Regions from separate parts of the Mus musculus genome. Here regions 1, 3, 4 and 5 are each linked to region 2. Evidence: chromatin contacts called from public Hi-C and promoter capture Hi-C data. All regions are on one chromosome and are shown on one strand. Each heading gives the region's core, a stretch centred on a gene start, on an enhancer-like site or on the middle of the called end of the contact. The rest is flanking DNA. Distances are from core to core; before and after follow the strand shown. Region 1 holds the start of Tmeff2 (transmembrane protein with EGF-like and two follistatin-like domains 2). Region 2 holds the start of Slc39a10 (solute carrier family 39 (zinc transporter), member 10). Region 3 holds the start of Uxs1 (UDP-glucuronate decarboxylase 1). Region 4 holds the start of 9330175M20Rik (RIKEN cDNA 9330175M20 gene). Region 5 overlaps Gm17767 (predicted gene, 17767).

What was found. Promoter capture Hi-C pulls out the DNA fragments that hold promoters and counts their contacts. Hi-C and Micro-C count contacts between places; a contact is called where the count stands out from the background.
Region 1: a contact with region 2 is called in a Hi-C map of cerebellum, with 2.3 times the contacts expected there. The contact joins the promoter of Tmeff2 here to the promoter of Slc39a10 in region 2. A contact is called at or near these places in 2 of 39 promoter capture datasets (cranial neural crest and second pharyngeal arch cranial neural crest) and 4 of 484 Hi-C or Micro-C datasets (cerebellum, cerebral cortex and cortical neurons).
Region 3: a contact with region 2 is called in a Hi-C map of uterus, with 7 times the contacts expected there. The contact joins the promoter of Uxs1 here to the promoter of Slc39a10 in region 2. A contact is called at or near these places in 2 of 484 Hi-C or Micro-C datasets (muscle stem cells and uterus).
Region 4: a contact with region 2 is called in a promoter capture Hi-C map of hippocampal neurons, with 4 times the contacts expected there. The contact joins the promoter of 9330175M20Rik here to the promoter of Slc39a10 in region 2. A contact is called at or near these places in 5 of 39 promoter capture datasets (cranial neural crest, frontonasal cranial neural crest, hippocampal neurons and 2 more) and 5 of 484 Hi-C or Micro-C datasets (cerebellum, cerebral cortex, cortical neurons and 1 more).
Region 5: a promoter capture Hi-C map of pre-B cells shows a contact between it and region 2. The contact joins the enhancer-like site here to the promoter of Slc39a10 in region 2. A contact is called at or near these places in 2 of 39 promoter capture datasets (cranial neural crest and pre-B cells), 3 of 484 Hi-C or Micro-C datasets (CD8 T cells, adipose-derived mesenchymal stem cells and cerebral cortex) and 1 of 115 datasets of contacts at active chromatin or transcription factors (astrocytes).

What each region holds. Positions count from the first base shown.
Region 1 is chr1:50,926,171-50,928,870 of GRCm38.p6, reverse strand. Tmeff2 (transmembrane protein with EGF-like and two follistatin-like domains 2) reads right to left here and starts at 1,348. Exons shown (of 10, transcript NM_019790.4): 1 at 752-1,348. The coding sequence starts at 923.
Region 2 is chr1:46,852,286-46,854,985 of GRCm38.p6, reverse strand. Slc39a10 (solute carrier family 39 (zinc transporter), member 10) reads left to right here and starts at 1,368. Exons shown (of 10, transcript NM_172653.3): 1 at 1,368-1,515.
Region 3 is chr1:43,826,577-43,829,276 of GRCm38.p6, reverse strand. It overlaps Uxs1 (UDP-glucuronate decarboxylase 1), which reads left to right and starts at 1,438. Exons shown (of 15, transcript NM_026430.4): 1 at 1,438-1,662. The coding sequence starts at 1,569.
Region 4 is chr1:51,332,455-51,335,154 of GRCm38.p6, reverse strand. It overlaps 9330175M20Rik (RIKEN cDNA 9330175M20 gene), which reads left to right and starts at 1,376. Exons shown (of 5, transcript NR_045151.2): 1 at 1,376-1,471.
Region 5 is chr1:51,591,157-51,593,856 of GRCm38.p6, reverse strand. All of the region lies in intron 1 of Gm17767 (predicted gene, 17767), which reads left to right. Among named protein-coding and RNA genes, the nearest start is that of Gm17767, 4.2 kb to the left of the region's middle. Within about 2 kb of position 1,331, at least 20 of the 459 cell types and tissues checked have an H3K27ac peak or open chromatin away from gene starts, as enhancers often do. A contact at or near this core is called in pre-B cells, where this site is marked.

The DNA.
Region 1 (2,700 bases), core at 99-2,598, 4.1 Mb before region 2:
AGAGAAGAAAAGGGAGGGAGAGGGAGCGCTAGAGAGAGCAAAAGAGAGAGCTAGGGAGGTATAGACAGAACAAGCTAGAGGAGAAAAGAGAAAGAAAAGGGGGAGGAAGAGGAGAGGGGAGGAGAGGAGAGGAGAAGGGAGGGCAGGGGAGGGGAGGGGAGGGGAGGAGAGGAGAGGAGAGGAGGAAGAGAGAGAGAGAGAGAGAGAGAGAGAGAGAGAGAGAGAGAGAGAGAGAGAGAGAGAGAGAGAGACTCCGTTCCTGGAAACTTGCCTCCTTAGAATTATCTGTGGCCCAGTGCTGACTAGAAAACCCCTGCATTCAGAAGCATTTTCGGCAGCCTTAACAGTTTCCCTGCAGTCATCATTTGATTTATTGCTTTCTTGATTGTTCTTTCTCATAAAGTTATTTTTCGCACATCCAGGCTAGACTCTTTTATTTTTATTTTTATTTTTTTTAATGATGGGAAATGTTCTGCGTTAGTGTTTTCCCCCAGGATGGAGAACTACCTCTGTAGTATTTCTCTAAATCCTCCGATTTGAAAGGGGCAAACATCTATGGTTCCCCACACCTGTACTTTGTTCCTATCCCAGCACGCCCAGCCTTAGCTGAAGCAGTTCTCAATGTTTCTCAGGATTGAGGTGGGAAGTTCTGGGTTTCAGGCAGTGGCTGGGCAGACATATGAGAGTAGACAGGTCTGTGCGGGTTCCGCGCTTGGAGAAGTGAAGTAGAGGGCTGAGGGTCTGGACTTACCGGAGCAGTTCCAGCCGGTGGGCGTTTGGCAGTCACTTAAGGAGGTAGGGAAAGCAGCGAGTTTTACCGGGCGGGCTATGATAAGCAGCGTCACGGGCAGCAGCAGCAGCCAGCAGAAGCCCTCGCAAAGTGTCCAGCTGCTGCACTGCCGCGGGGACTCCCACAGCACCATGACTACTTCGCGCAACTCTGCAGCAACCAAAGGCTTCTGAAGAACACGGGATCGCAGGGGCCACGCAGCGGGCTACTGAGCATCCCGCGGACCGCGGCAGCAGAGGAGGGGGCGGCGGCAGGGACAGCCGGCGGTGATACTGCGACCAAAGGAGAGCATGATCTCCGGAGTTTCAGCAACATCCAGTGACCGGGCTCAGCCTGCGGAGTGAGAGGATAGTCCGCTGAGAAGCTGCGCCCCCGATGCAAGGAGCTGCTGCCATAAGGAACAGGGTCGGGGCAAAGGAGGAGCAGGAGACAGAAACCAGGGTGCGGAGAGGAGGCGGCCAATCGGCCGAAGAGAAGAGCGCGACCAGACTGGGTGGAGGGACAGTCACAGCGCCCCGCAGCCCAGCCGCCGCCTCTCGCGCTCTGCCGCCCGCATCCCTCTGGCGTTTGGGAAGCAGCAGGTCCTTAGCCCGCCCGGGGTCACGTGGGAAGCGGCAGTCGGACTCTGATTGGCGGAGCGCGATGCAGGTCCCGGGAGGGAGGGGTCGGTGAGGAGGTGCAAGGAGGAGGCGGCCACTGATGCCACAGATGGGCTAGTTCTCTAGGCTCTAACCCGAGTGGGTCTAGGCGGGATGGCTCCTGGGAGAAGCTCAGGCTTCAGGGCGGCTACTCCCACGTTCTTTCTCCCACTTGCCTGGCTTCTCTGCTCCATGACGCCCCCTACTGTGTGCGAGGTCCAGGCTCGCGCCTCTCTTCTGTGCGTGACCCCGGGCTGACAGCACCCGCTGCGGCTGGGTGGCCTTGTCTTCCAGCTGGATGTGGTGGGGGCGGAGTAGGTGGAGGACCCGCAGCCACAGGGCAATAGGGGAAGCGGGTAGGGAGCAGAGGGCGTCCCGTTGGCGCCGCCGGTCCGGGAAAGAGATCCAGGCTGGGCATGTCCTGGTAGCTTAAGAAGCATTAGGATGCTTCTCTAGGCGGTGGCAGAGAAAAGAGGGCAAGAGGCGGCAGTGCGAGAGCCAAAAGACTCTGGTGGCTTAAAGCAGCAGCAGCAGCTAGCTCCCCGAGCAAGCCCGACAGTGCTCGCCAGGCTGGAGCAGCCAGTTTCGCTGGCTCTCCCCATTCTCCCTGTGCCTCCTATCCCTTCCAGGCTCTCCGCAGCTCAGCCTGCTAGATTTGATTCTCTTTCCCTGGAGCTCTTTGGTAAGGTACAGACCGGAACCTATTTGTGGGGCTGTCTAAAAGGTTCAACAAAATGTTGTTGGAAGGTCAATTTTGGTCTGGACAGGAGGCCGGAGGAGCAGCGAGAGACTTCTCTGAATCCAAGCTGAGAATGGGTTACAGGGCGAATCCACAGAGAAGCGGCATCCCGGAGGAGAGCTTGGAGTGATTGGGCGTTAGACTTGGGCGTTTTACACCTTGTCTGTGGATCCCCAGCTACCTGGGAGAGGCAAGGGAGCCTAGCCCGGCAGGAGTCACTACCTCCGCTTGGTTCTCCTTAGCCCCAGCAGAAACAGCAGAGAGATATCAGCCTTCCTTCTGCTGCACTCCACGCAGTTAGACACACTCTTTAGCTTAATGGCATGTTAGTTCTCAGGGCCCAGAGCTTTTTGGGACATAGATGGAGAGAAGAGTCTGTCTCCTACGACTCAGGTCACTACTGCAGTCACAGGGTTCTTGGTGCCTTGCACCAAAGAGGTTTCCTTTTGCGTTTGTATCATTCAGTTATTTATGGTATTTTTTCATTCACATTATACATATATACTCCTGCTCTATTTCTCTTTCCTTTCTCC
Region 2 (2,700 bases), core at 119-2,618:
AGGAGTAGAAGAAGCTCACTGTGGTTTTAGCCACTCATTAAGCACTCGAAAGATGTTCCGTGTACAGGTAGAAAACAAAAGGCAAAACAGCTTCTTTCATGGAGTTCAAGTCAGCGAGACAGGCCACGTAGCCATACCGAATAGGTTTGGCTTTCTATGCCCCTCCTCGGTTCTCTCAGGCAAGTTACTTATTTCCTATGACTTTATTTCCTGGGTAGTCATTCTTCAGTCTGTTAGGAATATTAAATTAATACACACGCAAAGCATGCTGGAGGTACCTGATACATAAAGCTGGCAATTACTACTGCTCAGAGTTATATGCACTCTGTTCATCCATAAAGCAAGGCCAGAATTCACTTTCACTAGTAAATACGCTCAGCTTGAATACAGAAACACAGGCATCTGGGCAGAATACAAATAAGCCTAGACATGAATTAAGAGTCAGGAAGCAGAGTAATGAATAATGAAGCAAAGAGTTTGCCGAGCCTCCTTTTAAGAAAATTGTGGGTTGTTAGTTGCTTAAGAGGGGAGGAGGCCATTGAGAATGGCGGTGTGAGCAAAGGGATCCAAGAACAGGCAGGATATAAGCATGAATGCACCGGTGTTGCTGGGCGGATGGGGGGGGGGGGGCTTGCCTTTGGGTGTAAAACTGTTCCAGTAAGAGAAGGTGGTGGGAAGTCCTTGGATGGGTACCCAAAGCTACCAGAACTACGTGACATTTTTAAACTCAACTCCTTTCTGTTTGGGAAGTCCCACTGTAAGTGCTCTTTAAATGGGGGTGCGGTGGGGGGAGTTATGCAAAACACTTTGCACATAGCACTAAAGTTTAGTTTTGCCCAGAGACTGGCACGGTCGCTGGGACAGAGGGGGCGGAGTTAATTTAATATAGATGTCTAACCCGTGTACAGATCAGCAATCCTAATTGATCACTCCGAAACTTCGGCCTAGGACGCTCGTTCTCCAGGCTTCTACGTCTCATCCGCTAGCCCAAGGCCTCAGCAACCGACGTGCGAGGCCAGGCGAGGCGACCAAGGCCGTTCCACGCATGCGTTAAAAGCCGCCCCAACTCCCCCCAATCCCCGAGGAGTCCTTTCTCAGAACAAAACTAGCGCGGAGCTACAGAGCTCCGCAATTTGCGTAGATCTAATTTCTTCCAGTTGCCGCCAGTCGGTGTAGCTCCCGCCGGTGCCGCCGCTCTCCTACGCCAGGCGCGTCCGCGAAGTGAATGGCTGAACGCTGCCGGTGCGCCGCCGGCGTAGCGCCGATCAGGCCGAGGTGCGGCTGCGCAGGGCGCCCGAGCGGGCCGGGTGCGCCGCCGGCGTAGCGCTGAGGCGGCCAGGGTGCGGCTGCGCAGGGAGCCGGAGCAGGCTGAGTGCGCCGTCGGCGTAGAGCGCCGGCTCTCGCGCTAGGCTCCGCGACGCAGATAGCGCAGGCGGCTTTGGAGAATACACGACTGGGTGCAGCCGGGGTTTGGTACCGAGCGGAGAGGAGATGCACACGGCACTCGAGTGTGAGGTAACTATAAAACCCCGATTTGTTTACATTCCCTCCCCCAGAACCGGCCCCGTGCGCGGCGGAGCCTGGGAGTCCCGGGACGGCTGGGGAGGCTGGGCGGCCGGGTTGGGGCTGGCACCGGGGCCTCTGGGTTGGGACGCGTGTGTTCGCAGCTGCTGCAGGCGGTGGCGGCGAGCAGGAGAGCGGCGCGTGAGGCTGGGGCCAGCCGAGTGTGCCGCGTCGGCGGTGGGGGACCCGCGCCCCACGGCCTGCTGCGGGGCCGCGGAGCGGGCAGCGCCGGTTGAGGGCTGCGCGGGCTTCCCGCGGCCGCCGTACGGGGGACCCGGGACCCGAGGCAGGTCCCAGGGGCTCGTCTGCGGGGGGTAACGGACGGCGGCCGCTCAGCTCCGGGCCAACCGAAAAGGCTCGGTGGGGCGCGCGGGAACTGCGTGTGGCGCAGCCCACGGGTCCCGGAGCCGGGTTGTGGGGCGACCGTGGTGCGGCCGCGGGCTTTGTTCCCGGCCACCGGGGTGTAGGGTGGCGTGGGCGCGGTTGGGAGCGGAGGGAAGTGGCCGGCCCACCGCGGGGTCCGCATCCGCTCCACGCTTCGCTCCTCCCTTGGGGGGGGGGGGGTCTTCGGAACTCTCCAGCCTGGCGAGGCGTCGGGTGGCGTGACGTGGAAGGGCTTCCTGCGGCTTCTGAGAAGACGCGTTCACGTGGGAGCCTGTCCACATGGGCCGAGTTTAAGGAGCTGGGCACGTGGAAGAAATCTCACCGCAGGACGCCCCGCCACCGATTTGGAAGGGTCCTTCACCCCAGTGTCTGCTCCAAGTGACACAAAGCATGAGTTAAAAGACAGTACAACCCACCGTCTCCTAGAAACTTATTTATGTCTCCGTTAAGTGCGGTAACTAGCGGGTGACAGGTTTCTTGTATGTTTTCTTTTTGGATGTGTATCTAATGGTAATTAAGAAAAAGTAATACAAGAGCTGGAGGCTTAGAATTGTTAACAGTGCTATTGGGAAGCCTAAACAAAGCAGAACTTCTGTGTACAGAGTAATGTTAGGATTCCCGTAATCTACAAGTATTTGAGTACCTTGTGAGTCATTTCTCCTGGACCTTGGGAGTCCATCCCACACACCCCTCTTCCTATGTGCATTGGACATTACAGTAGGATGAAAGACACATCAGTGATAAAGTGATAAA
Region 3 (2,700 bases), core at 189-2,688, 3.0 Mb after region 2:
AGCCCCTAGTGCACAGGGAATATCATTCAACTCCATTTCCTTTCCTGGATGCACTTAAGATATACACCATAGATCTGTACAATGTTACAGACAAAAGGGTATGCATTTATTATGACAATTTCCTGACAGATGGATGGAAGGTATCTTAAGGAAAGAGGACTTTTCTGATTCTATCAAATACCCTAAGGCCTAGCAGAACATGTGTTTCTGAAGACTCTTTGTATGCATTCCCTTAGGATATAGCTTGACAGGTACAATACAGTACTGGGTGATACAGTCCAAAATCAACTGATTAATTCACCATTTCCTATCACTATTGCTCAAAGCAAAGTTTTATGGGTCACTTTTAGGAACCTCTGTGTTCTACACTATTAATGTAGTTACTTTTGACAAGAGTCTGCCTATTTGATAGGATGTGGAGCTTTTGCTCTAAATTGTCCTTTCAATGGATAGTTTTTAGTTCTTAAAACTCACCAGAAAATTCCTGAATTGGAAATGACTTACAGATGGAGACATGAAAATCCAGAGTCACAGTCTCCGGTCTATGTTCTTCCCTCCTTAACCATGCAGACATCCCAACATTACAGTACACTCATACAATCTGAAGATGGCAACCCTTTCTTCATAGGTCTTCAAGCAGCCCTCATGTTTCTATCTTTTATCAGGGTTGTTATGAATGTGAAACTGTCTGCCAACACTGAGTCTCATTAATATTCAAACATCTGAGAGGAAAAGTACCTCAGATCTCATTGTGCTATGCTTAAGGAGAAGACATAACCAGAGCATTCTGTCTCGCTTTTGGTAACTATGATCAGGCAAAGTGTCTGTTGTTCTGAAATTATTCCCATACACTTTGTACCAGAAATGATCCCTGCTCATTTCTGCTGTTCCCACTGCAGTGTGGTTTGTCCTAAATTCCAACGATTAACAACCTCTTCATGATAATATACCCTTCATCTTTAAAATAAAGAAAATGAAGAGAAGTGTTGTCGATTCACCGGCGCGTTTGGGATTTATCACTTTCCTGCCTTGCAAAAAGAACAGCTAAGAAGGCAACTTACTAGCCCCGCACTCATAGAAACTCAACTGTTCACTGTCAAGACACACCAATTACAGCAAACCAGTTCTTCATCTCCAACAGCGCGAGGCCACAGCCCAGCCGGCCGTGTAGGACTAAGAACGCGCAAGCGCCCTGCAAGTTGCAGGCGAACTTCCGAGATCCGCGCCAAACGTCGAACGCTACCCCAGCAGCGAAAAGGGGGCAAGCACACTGGGCTGCGCATGCGCGCTCCGAGCCACCCACTGTGCCCACCCATCCCTGGTTGATTGACACCATCCTGAAAACTCAGGGATTACACTGCGCTTGCGGGGAAAAGGAGGATGAGGGCGGGGCACGGCTGTGGGCGGAGCCGGAGGCCGGGACCCAGCCGCGCGAGCGCAGTGGTTTAGCCGGCAGGAAGCCGGGCGCGCGGGGGTGGGGCTGGTGCACGGGGGCGGGGCTCGGGCCGCCGCGCATTGTGCTGCGGCTGGCCGGCGCGGCAGGCCCCGGACCCGAGCGGTTCCCGGGCATGGTGAGCAAGGGGCTGTTGCGCCTTGTCTCTTCAGTCAACCGCAGGAGGATGAAGCTTCTGCTCGGCATCGCGCTGTTCGCCTACGCCGCCTGTGAGTGCGTGCGCGGTGGGCGGGAGCCCATTCATTCCCGCGCGGCGGGGAGCGGGCGCTGCGGCCGAGCAGCAGGCTGTTCAGGGCCGGGGACCGGTTCACAGCTTCCACGAGGCTGAACTTGTGCTGTGGAGCCGCTGGCCGCTTTGCTTGCTGCCCGCTTCCGCGTAGGCCCGGCGTCGGACCGGTGGCCGGTGTTGGGGCCTTTGCCCGGGACGCGGTGGACACGTTCCCCGAGCTGTAGACACTGCGGACTCGGCCAACCTCGCAGCGCCCGCCAGCTCGTACTGACCCGAACCGCTGTGCTGTGCTGTCCACAGCACCCAGGGTTAGGGTTAGGGTGAACCTGGAGAGTGCGGCGCGGGGACATCCTTGGGGACGGTGCTGGTTAAGTAGGATAAAAATATTATAGCTATTGGCAGGGTCCCTGCTCCGACTGTTTGCTCCGCAGGAAAATTACTCAGCAGCTGAGTGTTGCCATTCTCCGTGGATGCCCTGTGTGGCCATGCTCTGATATCCTGTCTCACACTCCCCGCTCCCCACTCTCCTCCCGCGCCACCAGGTACTCCTCCAGCGTGTCGCGGAAGGAGGCACAGCATAGGGGGCAGGCGGGGCGGGTGTCAATTGGATCCTTAGCCTGTTTATCTTGAGGGGCCCTCAGCTTCTCAGAGAAGGCAAAGTCTAGTTTTTTGGTGTTTGTTTGTTTGTTTTTGCTCTGTGCAACTGGATATAACAGCTATTACTACTTTACCAAGTACCAAAATTGGGCTAAAAATAGCTCTCAGAGTGAGTGAGCTCCTTCTGAATCCTGGCCACCCAGGCAAACATACTCGAATGAAAACTGCTAAGTGATTGAGTTTCCAGGGTCTGATTCCCAGGTGAGTAGGTACTTTGGAACGTGGGTTCAACTGATGGGATGATGGTGTTAGTAGGATGCAGACTGGCTGCTACAGCTCAGCTGTTGCAAGAGGAGGAGGAGGAGGAGGAGGAGGAGGAGGAGGAGGAGGAGGAGGAGGAGGAGCAGGAGGAGGAGGAGCA
Region 4 (2,700 bases), core at 127-2,626, 4.5 Mb before region 2:
AGGAACAAAGCAAAACCAAGACATTTTGCTTAAAGGCCATTGTTGTCTAATGGTGGGCATGGTGGTGTGAGTGACATAAAAAGCTCTCTAAATAAGTAAAAATTCGAAAGCCTTTTTATAAAATGTTCTATTACACAATGACTACGTGCTAACTTGGAGAAAATGAAATTGTAGGCAATTAAAAAAATAAAAACAAATGAACAAACGAACGAGCAAACAAAAACAACCCACAAGTCATGTTGAAGAAGGAAGATGTGCTAAGTAAGGGCTCCTTTATTCCCGGAGAGTTTGGTATCCCGAGGCCTGTGGTGACAGTAACAGAAAGTCTAAAGTGGTAAGATTGAGCACACACTATAAAATGGGGAGGGTTTTATAGTGGCTAGATTTTATTTGCTTATAAAGCCTCTATCCTTTCTGCCTCTTAAGAACACTTGTTGCCACGTTAGAGCATCCAGACATAATGTAAGGTAAACCCCGAGGAAAACATGCAAAACGCTGCTCAGAGGGTTCTGAAAGCCTACGGTTCCTTTTCTCACTTAATGCAACTGGGGCTTTGCTTTCCCTGAACAAGACAAGTGCCTGTGGTTTTCCTCCCTAAGATCTGCAGGAGGAGGCTGTTTTTAGCTGAGAGCTGCTGCTTTGCCTATCACTGAAGTGCTGGTTGTAGGATGCCTGGGAGAGAAGGCATCTGGAGAGGAGGAAGGCGGAAGCAAAATGCGTGTAGGGAGCTCAGGGCTAACAAGGCAATGTGCTAGGGATGTACTCCTGAAGCAAGGGCAGCTTGGAGGCAGGCAGATGGGGGGGGGGCGCTTTGGCAGTCTTTAGCCTCTTAGGTTCTTTCATTTGTTTGTTATTCTAGGGAGCTCTGATTTATTTGTATCATTTTACTGATATTGGGAGGTTAAAAATATGTTTCCGTGTGTATAGCAATTAACAGCAGGCTCTGCACAGTGGAATATTCCAGGATTTAGGAGACTGCTAGACTTTTATTGGTTCCAGCCAGCAGATGGCGGTAGTGTACCATAAAAGAGCACACAGGGTTCGCCCAGTGAAGCCGGGAGGTTCAGTTTTGTTTTGCTTTGTTATTTAAGCTCGACAATACCCATCTATATATCCTGTGGGCGCACAGTGTTTGAGCCTCGTCTAATCTTAAACTTGTTTTATGATGATATCATTATTTTTTACTGCTACAAATTAACTGTCGGTTTCAATCTACCCCATATTTCAGCTGCCTTGGGGGGATCATCTTGTCAGTTGTGTGGCTTTCCAATTTTATGACTGAGATCAAGAGTGATTCCTTAAAGGCACATGGGAAACAATGAAATGTGGGGCAGTGACTGTGAGCTCCGTTTGGTGGCCACTCCCGGAGGTGATCAGGAACGGTACAGAAGGACAAGCACGCCACGAAGCCCACAGCTCCGTCTGAAAAGTGACTGCCTTGACATTTACCCAGGCTCAGCCACTCGTTTAGGTATGGTCCTGACTTACTATCAATGGAGTAAAGCGGGGCTGCATGAATCCCAACATTATCTTATAGCGTTATATTCAAACACAGGAGAAAGTAGAGATTCTAGGGCACGAATATCTTTGATGATACACAGGAAGTTGTCTTCTTTCGCAGGGACAAAAAGCACCCGCATCCAATCACCTATTTACTCTCCCTTGAGTGGGATGCTTTCTGGGAGCCTACTGGGTGTTTGCCCTTGTGTGAAAAGTCCTTGTGAACCTACCGGCAAGAAGCTCTTGATTGCTGCCTAATCTTTTCTTGAAGCGTAAGGGCAAAAGAGATTAGGATCCTCTTGATAGAGTTGGCAGAGCACCATTGATTGATGATAAACTTGAAGGAGAAAGGGGTCATATTCCAGCTTGCCCCAGTCAAAGATTTCCGACAGACAGCAGCCCACTGTTGTAAATCTGTTGCCAGCCAGCACACTGTCCGTGGGTGTGCAGAGGCAGGGACAAAGCCCAGAGGCTGTGAAAAGACCCGGCTGCTCCTGAAATGCTGGGTGAACAGAGTAAGTGTGGGTTCAAGCTCCCTCCAAAGTCATCTGTTCTCTGCATAAGGGCTACTTTGGCTTTTTAAGCAATCTGTGACTCACTCGTCTCCTGCCACCCCACCTCCTAAACGTTCAGTCCCTATGCAATTGTTCTTAACCCTGTGTCTCTAAGTAAACCTAGAATTACTGGAGAATTTTCTTTTAAATAAGAATGCTTTAACCCCAGCTTCTAGAACTAGATGGTCCTTATTAGAATAAATAAGAATGGCTACCCTACAGCATGCCCAATATGAGTTAGGTCTCTTCCTAATGTGTGTGTGTGCGTGTGTGTATAGATCTCTTTATGTCTTTTTTTTTTTCAGATGTCTTTCTCAATTACTTCACCTTATTTTTTGAAACAGGCCTCTCACTGACTCTAGGACTCATTCTTTTGACTAAACTAGCTGGCCAGAAATCCCTAGGACTGCATCTGCCTCCCCAGTACTGGGATTACTAATGGATGCTGCTGCTGGACCCTACTGTTTCACATGGGTGCTGGAGAATCTGAATTCAGCTCCTTATACTTATTTGGCAGGTACATACTTTCTTGACTGGGCCATCTCTCCAGCCCCAATTTTAATTTTTATGGCACTCATTCAACACGAATGTATTGCTTGTACTCTTTCTATATGACCCGAAGCTTAAAGGTTGATGGCTTTTCCTA
Region 5 (2,700 bases), core at 82-2,581, 4.7 Mb before region 2:
TTATCTTTGCTAGGGTCCTCCTTCTAGGGTTTTATGTAAATGAAAGCTTTTTTTCTCCTTTTTTTTTTTTTCTTGTCTGGTTTATTTCACTCAGCACAAATATTTATAGATTCATCCGCATTGTTGTGTGTAGCTAAGGTTCATTCTTTTTTTATATCTATTGCTGAGAGATGATTAATCCATTTCTATGGATATACCATAATTTTTGTGCTTATATATTGAGCAATCATTTCTTTTATCCTATAAATACATACTTTTAAAATCTGGAAGAGCTTTGCAGATCACTTATGCAAGAATATCATTGTATAGATTGGTTAACTGAGGCCAGGGCACTTGTTTAAGACTTGGTCATGATTTATTGAGTTACAGTAATAAGATAGGCCCTGAGGATACACACTTGTCAAAATGGTTTCTGATATGCTAACCCAGGTAGACTGTGTCCTATGTGGAAGAGGTAAACCAAGTAATTTCCTTTTTAGACAATTAGTGTTATGTTCCAGCCTCCTCAACACTGAGATTTTAGGGATATGACACCACCCCTTTCCCCTAACTAGCTGAAATTACCTGGTTAAATTCATAAGGATTAGGACCCAAGTCAAAATAGTATATATTCAAAAATAGTATATATACTATTTTTGAATTTTAAATTCAGATTGCCTTTCTTTACGCTCTTTCTGTTGTGTCAGATTTCACGTGTCTGACCTGTAACATCAGACAAATAAAATCTGATGCCATCTATATCATGAGTCACTTTGTCATTGGAGAGAAAGTCCATATTCCAGCTCTGGGATTTTGAGCTGCACTAATAGCAAGCCCCTCCCCCTCTTTATTTCCTTTCTGTTGATGTTGGTGTTGTTACCGAAGAATCAGTATGAGAAGCATCAAAGTAAGACAATCCCTTGTGATTAGAATAATTTTACTTTAACAAATAGCCACTCCCCCACCAGAAGCCTTTGACATTGTTGCATTTTAATACAATTTTGCCTAACAGTGTTGTCAGTACTGGTTTCTCTTTCTTAATTTTATGAATCACTACTTCGTAGACTTGAGGTCTTAGTGGCCTCCGACTTTAGATATCCCTGGAGCTAAGCAGTACACACAGAGGCAAGGACACACAGAACAGGATACACAGAGACAAGGGTTCTGAGCGGGGCTGACAGCGACCCCAGATGTTATTCTGGTCATCTTTCTGCTCCCCCTTCTTTCTCTCTCTGTTTTTATTTTTGGTGTTTGGGGAGGAAGCTATTAAGACTAACTTGGTATGTTTCCTGAAAGCTTGACTGGGCATGATACCTCAGCATTTATAACATCAAAGACCTTGGGGTTGTCTTCCTCCAAAACTGAACTCAACCAGGCTGAACCCCAGCTGACATCTACTCGTTGAGAATGCTGCTTCCACTCTGTAGAACTATCTATGAAAAGGGACTAAGGTTGTGAGAGACCAAGAGCCAAGAGGGCATTTGCAAGAGAAGGGGAACACAGCTCCAATGCACTCTGTCAGAACAAACAAAAAATTTAGTTCCCTTTGATAATTTAGGTATTTTCTTGACAGTATTTCCCATATGTCAACTGGGCAATTTAACAGTGTTTGCTACCTTTGAAGACCCAGAATGAAAGCAAGTTTTGTCTCAGTGGATGGAATTAAAGCAGACTTCTTTGAGCATCCTTGGGCAGAGCTGTGGGAGGCTGTGCTACACACTTAGGCCCACTGGACTTCTGGTTACTTCTGGTTATCTTCATTGTGAGCTACAAGCTCTTAAGCATCCTCTGGCACCCCTGTTTACATTTTCAGCGTTAATTGTGGCATGAAGGGCTTTGTCTTTGAGTCACAGGCTTGGTAATGAGACAGAAGATTAGTAATTAGACAGAAGTTCTAATCTGTGCTCACTTAGTGCCTGTGGGCCCTTAGGCGAGTCGTTTAACCTTTTTGAGTCTATTCCTCATCTGTAACTCGGTAATGATGATAATAATGGGCACATTTGTGAGTGGCTGTAGGGATTAGAGATAACATCAATAAACTGCCTGGTGAAGAATGTCAGACTTCCAGGTGTCAGAGGCACGGGGACAGAAACTTTCTGAGCTCTTAGTTCAACTGGCCAGAGGCCAACAGAGCCCATAGGGGTAGGTGGCTGCCCCCTCAGTTTGGCTCTTTCTGTGTTTTGTACTCTCATACTTCATGTCTGCCAAACCTGGCTATTATAGTCATGGACATGGAGGTTTCGGAGCATTCATGAGAATCCTAAAGCTAACCTGGTTGGGTGTTGACTTGAGAAAGGGCTCTGGTAAATTTGCGAGGCTAGCTATTTAAATGTTGCTGTATTTGAGGCACAACTACAGAAAATGTCCATGCACAGAATGATAAGTGGTTTCCACATGTGTGGCAAGGAAATTAATCTCGTTACTTTATGGTCACACTTCTATGACAATACAATTTTCCTTTGCAAAACTGTATATCTGTGTTTATGCACAATATACATGCTCCTTGATGGCTTATTTCTATGCCCAACCAAAAACAAGTACAATAATAACTGTCTCTTTAAAATCCAGCTTGTTATTTTTCACCCGCATTATGACAGAAGCTCTCACTGTGAGTTCTGTTCTCTGGTAATGAGAGACTGTGACAGACATTAACAGAAGAGGCTTCGAGTGGAAGGCTCCCCAGATTTTCTCACGCCTCCCTCCAAATTTGATCTGCTGTAA